2 separate regions of the Mus musculus genome follow, and region 2 is linked to region 1. The links are chromatin contacts, called in public Hi-C maps. All regions are on one chromosome and are shown on one strand. Each heading gives the region's core, a stretch centred on a gene start, on an enhancer-like site or on the middle of the called end of the contact. The rest is flanking DNA. Distances are from core to core; before and after follow the strand shown.

The links. A called contact is a pair of places that touch in the nucleus more often than the background predicts.
Region 2: a contact with region 1 is called in a Hi-C map of the G1E-ER4 cell line, with 4 times the contacts expected there. The contact joins two enhancer-like sites. A contact is called at or near these places in 1 of 39 promoter capture datasets (hippocampal neurons), 3 of 484 Hi-C or Micro-C datasets (all in the G1E-ER4 cell line) and 1 of 115 datasets of contacts at active chromatin or transcription factors (pancreatic cancer cells).

What each region holds. Positions count from the first base shown.
Region 1 is chr17:47,741,324-47,745,327 of GRCm38.p6, forward strand. It overlaps a transcript of Tfeb not described here. Among named protein-coding and RNA genes, the nearest start is that of Pgc, 16 kb to the left of the region's middle. Within about 2 kb of position 1,823, at least 15 of the 459 cell types and tissues checked have an H3K27ac peak or open chromatin away from gene starts, as enhancers often do. A contact at or near this core is called in the G1E-ER4 cell line, where this site is marked.
Region 2 is chr17:48,276,546-48,280,108 of GRCm38.p6, forward strand. No RefSeq gene overlaps it. Among named protein-coding and RNA genes, the nearest start is that of Gm52308, 5.9 kb to the left of the region's middle. Within about 2 kb of position 2,031, at least 11 of the 459 cell types and tissues checked have an H3K27ac peak or open chromatin away from gene starts, as enhancers often do. A contact at or near this core is called in the G1E-ER4 cell line, where this site is marked.

The sequences.
Region 1 (4,004 bases), core at 573-3,072:
GTATTTAGCACTGTACTGAGTGTAACTTGGTCTGGGTGAACATTGGGACTTTGGGCTCTGGGGGCCAGGCTGCCTGTCTCGGAGTCCTAACACTGCTATGTCCCACTATGGGATCCTAGGCAAGCTGTTTAGCAAGCACTGCCTCTGTTTCCATGACTAAGAAGTGCACACTCTGTTAGCCCTACCTAGAGAAACCTAGAGCAAGGGCCAAATGCGGCGGTGCCCAGAATACACAGAGAACTAAAATAACAAACACTCACTCAACTCACGAAGCTCTTTCATCTTGTCATTTTGTACATCTAAACGAGAAACAGAAGCCTGCAGTGCTTCAAGAGGAAGAGAGCTGTGGAAGGCCGGGATACAATAGAGTACTTACCTGGCATGTGGGAGGCCGTGGGTTTAATCCCCAGTTCCAAATATGCTGGGCATGGTGGCACACACCTGTAATCTCAGCCCTGGAGAAGTAGAGGCAGGAGGATCCGAAGTTCAAGGTCATTCTCTGCTATGAGAGTGAGTTTGAGGTCCGTGTGAGAAGCATGGGACCCTGTCTTTAAAAAGGAAATCAGTGAGTGGGTTGGGAGAGAGTGTTCAGTGGTTAGAGCACTTGCTACTTTTCCAGAGGTCTGGACTCTGGCACCCATGTTGAGCAGCTCACAAGCACCTGTATTTCCAGCTCCAGGGGCCCGACACCCTCCTTCAGCTTCCACGGGTATGCGTACTCTGCCCTACCTCCTGCCAAAGTTACACACACATGTACATACAGTTTTTTAAAAAGCTGAGGGTGGGTTGGAGAGATGGCTCAGTGGTTAAAAGCACTGACTGCTCTTCCAGAGGTCCTGAGTTCAATTCCCAGAAACCACATGGTGGCTCACAACCATCTGTAATGGGATCTGGTGTTCTCTTCTGGTGTGTCTGAAGACAGCTACAGCGTGTACTCATATGCATAAAATAAATATATCTTTAAATAGCACTAAGGGTTCCAACAGGCCACCCTATGTATCTAACACCCTAAAATATAACATCTTCTAGGTGAGGAAGGCTTGTAGGTTCCAGAAGGCTCAAGGAGATGAGTCAGGAGAACATGGCTCACAGGATGGAAGCTCCTAGAGCCTGACTGACAACACAGAGCCTGACTGGGGCTGAGCCACAGCCTCTGCATTGGGTAGCTTGGTGTTCTTGTAGGACCCCTAACAGTGGGGTGGGGGTGGGAGTGTCTCTGGCTCTTTTGCCTTCTTTGGGACTTTTTTTCCCCTACTGGGTTGCTTTGTCCAGCCTTGATATGAGGGTTTGTGCCGTGTCTTTTTTTATAACTTGTTATGCTGTGTTGGGTTGATACCCCTGGGAGGTCTGTTTTTTTTTTTTAATTTTTAAAAAAAGTATTTTTATTGTATGTGCATTTGTTTTGTCTGCATGTATGGCATGTGTGTCTGTGTGAGGGTGTTGGAGCCTGTGGAAGTGTAGTTACAGACAGTTGTGAGCTGCTGTGTGGGTGTGGAAGAGCAACCAGTGCTGGTAACCACTGAGCCATCTCTCCCACCCTGGGACGTCTATTTTTTTCTGACGGGAAATGGGGGAGGGGGAAATGTACAGGGGAGAGGAGGTGGGTAGGGGTGAGGGTGGGGGTGGAGAGGGTCTGGCATGAGGGCAAACTGCAGTTGGGATGTATTGTATGACAGAAAAAAATAATTAAAACTACAAAACCAACAACTCCCCCCCCCAAAAAAAAAACCCCACCTTCCAGGACGTCTTGCGAGCACCCTGCTCTCCAGCACACCCAATTCCCAGCGCACATACAGTGACTCACAACCATCTCTAACTCTGGGTCTAGGGAATTGAGCGCCCTCTCCTGGCCTCTGCATGCATGTGGTGCACAGACACACGCAGGCAAAACACTCACCCATGCTTATAAAATAAATACCTGTATGTCTAAGGTTTTTTGCAGACTCTGGCCACAGTCCCTGCTACACTCTACAACCCCATCTCCCATTCCGGGCTTGTTCTCCTCAGTTGACTAGGTACTGCATGGGATTTGGCAGGCAGGGAGTGTCTCTACCCCTTGAATTTCCCCGTGGGACATTGGTCTGCATCCCCTGTCCTAGGCACGGCTCTTCCCTCCCCTCTCTGCCCGCCCTCCTCTTCCACTCTGCACCAGAGACGCCGATCCTCTTGCTGAGGGCAGAGATAACGTCCCAGCGATAGGGAAGGACCGAGACTTATCTCACCCACAGGAAGTGCTTTGCTGTAGAGTGGGTTGGCAGCGGGGGAGATGGGAGGACAGCCCAGAGAGGCAGAAGATCAGGCAGGATCATTGTTTCATCACACACACACACACACACACACACACACGTATTGTTAACATATATTACAGATACACATATTTTCTCCCTTCTGATGCTGGGGTATCAAACCTAGAGCCTCACACAGTTCCCAGAGCTTGACCCTCACCGTGGTCCTGGTCTTAACTGGGAGAATAAGGAAGAGGAGAACGGAGTCTGGCCAGTGCCGTGCCAGTTTTGCTGGGGGTGGGGTGGGGGCATTCCACCTTGTTGAGAGTTACAATACAGTGGGAGTCCCAGAGAAGGATGTGTGTAGAAAGCAGTGATCCCGACGCTCTTGTTTCAGCTATCCTTCCTTCAAGTGCTTTCTGCCTTCCCGGCTTCCTTGCTTTCACCAAAAAGAAATTTTTTTTGGTTTGTTTTTTTGTTTTGGTTTTTCGAGACAGAGTTTCTCTGTAGCCCTGGAACTCACTCTGTAGACCAGGCTGGCCTCGAACTCAGAAATCTGCCTGCCTCTGCCTCCCAAATTAAAGGCGTGCGCCACCACTGCCCGGCCATGACCTTCAATGAAGACATAGCTTTCTAGGAGGCCATTGGACCCTTCCCTCTCATGACAGGCCTGGCTGGCGGTTCGAATCACCTGGGAGCTCTTACAGAGTAGCCCCGCCTCCCGGTCTCTGGGGTGGGGCTTGGGCCCCAGGATGAAAGCAAAGCCCTACTGGTTCCCACGCCCTTTCTCTAGGCCCTGGAGTCTAGGGCAACAGCTCCGACACCAAGCCTGCCTGCAAAGTCCCCAGTGGGACTACACCATATCAGCTGTCGCCACGCTGCTTCACATCTCATGTTTAAGTAGTTTCACAGGTTTTATGTTTGTGTCCGTGTCCGTGTCCGTGTCCGTGTCCGTGTCCGTGTGTGTGTCCGTGTGTGTGTGTGTGTGTGTGTGTGTGTGTGTGTATGTATGTGTGTCCCCGTAGGTGTGTTTATGTGTGCAGAGACCAGAGAACAACCTTGGGTGTCACACTCAGCAACACTGTCCACCTTCTTTCAGACAGGACCTTTCTTTTGTCTGGAGCTCACCTCTTAGGGAGACTGGCTGGCCAGTGAACCTCTGTGTCTCTCTAGCCCTAGGATTATAAACTTGGACCATCACATCCCACAGTTTTACACGGGCCGTAGGATTGAACATAGGTCCGCCCTTGTGATTGAGTATTCATTGAACCAACCTCACGGCCAGTATTTTATTATTTTTTTTAAGTAATGTGTGTTTATATATATGGGTATGTGTGCTTATGAGTGCAGTTACCCAATTCGGCCAGGAGAGGGCATCAGAGACCCTGGAGTTGGAATTACAGGCAGTTGTGTCCTATCTGCGCTGAGTGCTGGAAACCAAACTCAGGTTTTCTCTGAAAAAGCAACAGGCACCCTTAATGACATTAACGAGTCATTTCTCCAGCCCTATTTTATTTGCTTTTTTATTTTTCTTTTAAAATCGTTTTTTCCCCATTTTTATGTGTATAGGTGTTTAGCCTGACTTGCTCACATCACATGCATGCAATACCTGTGGAGGCCAGCAGAGGGTGTTGGATACCCTGGAACTGGAGTTACAGGCAGCTGTGAGCCACCATTGTGGTTGCTGGCAATTGAACCCAGGTCCTCTGCCAGTGCAGCCAGTGCTCTTAGCCGCTGAGCCATCTCTCCAGCCCCGCTTTACTTACATTTTAAAAATAA
Region 2 (3,563 bases), core at 781-3,280, 540 kb after region 1:
CTCTCTGGTCAGTGGACTAGAAGGGAATTTAGAGCATTCTAGAACCCCAAATAATGTAGGTTTAGAAAAGTCTAAGCCTATACTCACTCCTTTTACATTCTCATTTTTTATTTCCACTTGATTTCTTCAAACCAAGGTCACTACTCAAATGCATTTGGTATGTAATCCTGAATGTGACTGATGCCTTACAAAAAAAAGAGGCATTTCCCCCTTGTGACTGTATTTCTTTTTGACTCTGTGTGTGCGCGCGCGCATGTGCGTACATGAGTGCTATGCCTTTAGAGACCAGAGGAGATCATCAGATCCCCTGGAGCTGGAGTCACAGGCAGTTGTGAGATGCTGGGAACTGAACACCAGTCCCTTGCAAGAACAGTGAACTATCTTTCTAGACTCTGTGTCTATATTACTAACATCTATAAAATAATACAGTATACTTTCCCCCATATATTTATTTCTTTTGCTCATTGCTGGGTGCAGATGCCCAGGCTACTGTTTTCCAATGCTGATGCATACTCTACTGCGTGCATGCTCTCCATCGGGGGAGACTGCTGGACCCAGGGTTTGTGTGATGTCTTGCCCTCTCATTGTCACAGTGCAAACAGTTCTGTGGGGAACATCTTCATCGTATTGTCCTTGAAACCCACGTGTGGATTAGAATCTATACCCAGAGGAGTTGGTAGGATTTCAGAATCTAAGCTGCTGGTGCTTCCAGCGTTGTTCCCTAAACACTACTAGTCAACCAGAGATCATACTTACTGTGCATCTACAGGAAGTACGCAGAACCATCTGTGGATTGGTCATCCAAGAAGCAAATGCAGGGATGTTGGGAGCATGAAGGTTTTGTGCCCACAAATTACCAAGGAAACCAGAAATATTAAGCATGCAGGATTCTCTTTCCAAAGGAAAGGAAGCACGACCTATTTTTCCATGTAGAGGGCTAGGAATTAAAGGTGATTAACAGCTTGGTGGTCTGTCGGGTCAGGCCATATCAAGCCTCCACAACCAAGGCTGGAGATAGTTAATAGTCTAAATGATTCTTACATTATCTATATAACCAGGAGCTCAACCAGGATTGAGGTGGCTAATAGCCCAAATGATATCTGTATGACCGAGACCATGCCAGATCCTTCCCTAGGCCCTTAAGCTAAATACATATCTCTAGGACGCATCTTCTTGGAAGAAATGACATGTACTTTGAGTTGGGTTTTGAAGTAATTATGCCTCCTTGTGCACCCGGGGGCTGCATTATACCAGGGAACTTTTTTTCCAAATCATACCGTGTTCAAATATGCTGACAGGGGCATCAGACTCCTGGAATCTGATCCAACTCAGCTAAGTTGGGCTGAACTGAGTTTTCATTCTCATCCTTTGATGGGTCATTTTGCCACCAGCCATGACACCAGTAGGGATTCCTACGGTGGGAAGAACCCATTGGTGTTGCTCTGCTACCTGGTCATGTTGTCAAAGCTGCCTTCATAAGAACGACACGACACAGTCGGATTCTTCTCAATAGCCTTTATTGCAGGAACGCCTCGAAGGTGCCCGGGTGCCCAGGGAGCCCTGCTTAAATGCACTCAGCCCCCATCTACTCACGGCAGGCCACATCACCTCACCAGGCATGCAGCTTCAGCCAATCAGGGCGGCAGGGGCACGTCTCCACCAAATATGGACTTGTTTACACCGCCAGCATCATGGTGCACCTGCGCAGCTCTCACGATGGTCGTGGCTTATTTTCAGGTGTATGAGGAAGTCAGGTGCAAGTCATAAGACTTAGCTGCAGTCCCAGGCGCCATCTTGGGACTGCTGCCACACCCACTCCTCACACTGAGCCCTGGATGGGACATCTATATGAATCCCTTGCCCCAAGGCTCAGAGGACATTTGTAAAAATAACTATGATTCTTCTGCTGTAGCTGTCATCTTGGAGGCTCCCTCCCTCCATCTGCTAACCTAGGCCTAGTCCTGGAAGCTTCCAGCCTCTGTGAAATCTATTCTAAGCTGAGAATGTTTTCTGTCTCTGTGACTTACTGCTGAGTAAGTTCCTCCTTTCTACTTCTTTCTGAGTTCCAGCTGGATGGCTCAACTCAGCTGTGCTAGCTCAGACCTCTTCTCTAAGATGACTGATTCAACCTGTTGTCTGTCTCTCCTGAATTGTTCTGCTTGGCCACAAACTAACACTAGCAATCTCTTCCAATCTCCTGGCTCCTTCCTTGTAGTGCCAAGGAAGTGTTAGTGAAGCCAAAAACAAAACAAAACAAAACAACAACAACAACAAAAAAAACCAACCCATGGCCTTTAGCATAATTGGTTCGTGCTGGGAATCAAACCATAAACTTAATTTCTGTTTCTGCACTGGTGAGTGTTAGGAAGAGAGCAGGGCTTGCTGGTGATTACTGTGAAAATGCTGGATTTGTTGAGGGAAATTAACCTGGAGACACAGGTCTTGTTGGGGTTAGCCTAGAAACTGGCGCTAGGCTCGGATTTTGTTGGGGAGGGGTGGGTAAGTTGGAAACTAATGCTAGGTACCAGCCTGTTAGTTTACCCAAGTTCAAGTTCTCTAAAATGGAGTCTGAACTTAAAGAATTTGGTCTCTCACTGGTTTGTTGAGTCTTCATATATCTAACTTGTTATCTCTTCAACCTGTATAACTCTGATAAAGCTGCCTCTTACAGGAAAGAGCCTCCCCCATCTACATCCAGCATGTCAGATCTCACAGCCCCCTGCCAGGCCTGCTATCCGAGGGAAATGCTCTTGCTGATCAAACCACTTCAACAGGAACATTCGTAGCCTCCACTGAGCAAGCAGACCAATTCCATTCACTCACATACACACAAATGTAAAGGAACTTCATGCCTGCATCCCCCATACCCCCTCGCTCAGCTCCAGAGGACAATAAAGACATGCTCCTCTTGTGCATCCCTCATCACCACCCCAGCTTTACAGGTGATGGGCGCCAATCTCCGAAGCCTCAAATCCAATGTCTTATGGCAAATTGATGTCATCCATATTTCCCAATTCAGTAGACCAAAACATGTTTTTGTTACTATAGCTACATACTCACATCTTATATGGGCTACAGTGGAACACTCAAAAAGTATTGTGCTCTCCACCTTTGCCATCATAGGCATTCCTCAGCACATGAAAACTGATAACAGCCCTGCCTTCACTAGCTCTCAATTCAAAACCTTCTGGACACATTGGGAAATTGCCCATCATACGGGAATTCCCCACAACTCTCAGGGTAAAGGAATAGTAGAAAGAACACATCAAACCCTAAAAGCTCAACTTCTAAAACAAAAGACAACCACCTATCTCCCTAATACAACTAATGATGGCTCTGACTACTCTAAACATATTTAACATCTACAAAAACTCCAAACATCCTCCTGTCTCCCTCCATTGACACGGACCAAAATTAACTCCCCCATACTAGTACGATGATCTTTTTGGATGGAATTTGGAAAGGACAAGACCCTCTCCTTACATCTGGGAGGGGTTTCATTTGTGTTTTCTCACAGGACCAGCCTAAGCCTATCTGAGTTCCTACCAGAAATGATACCACCT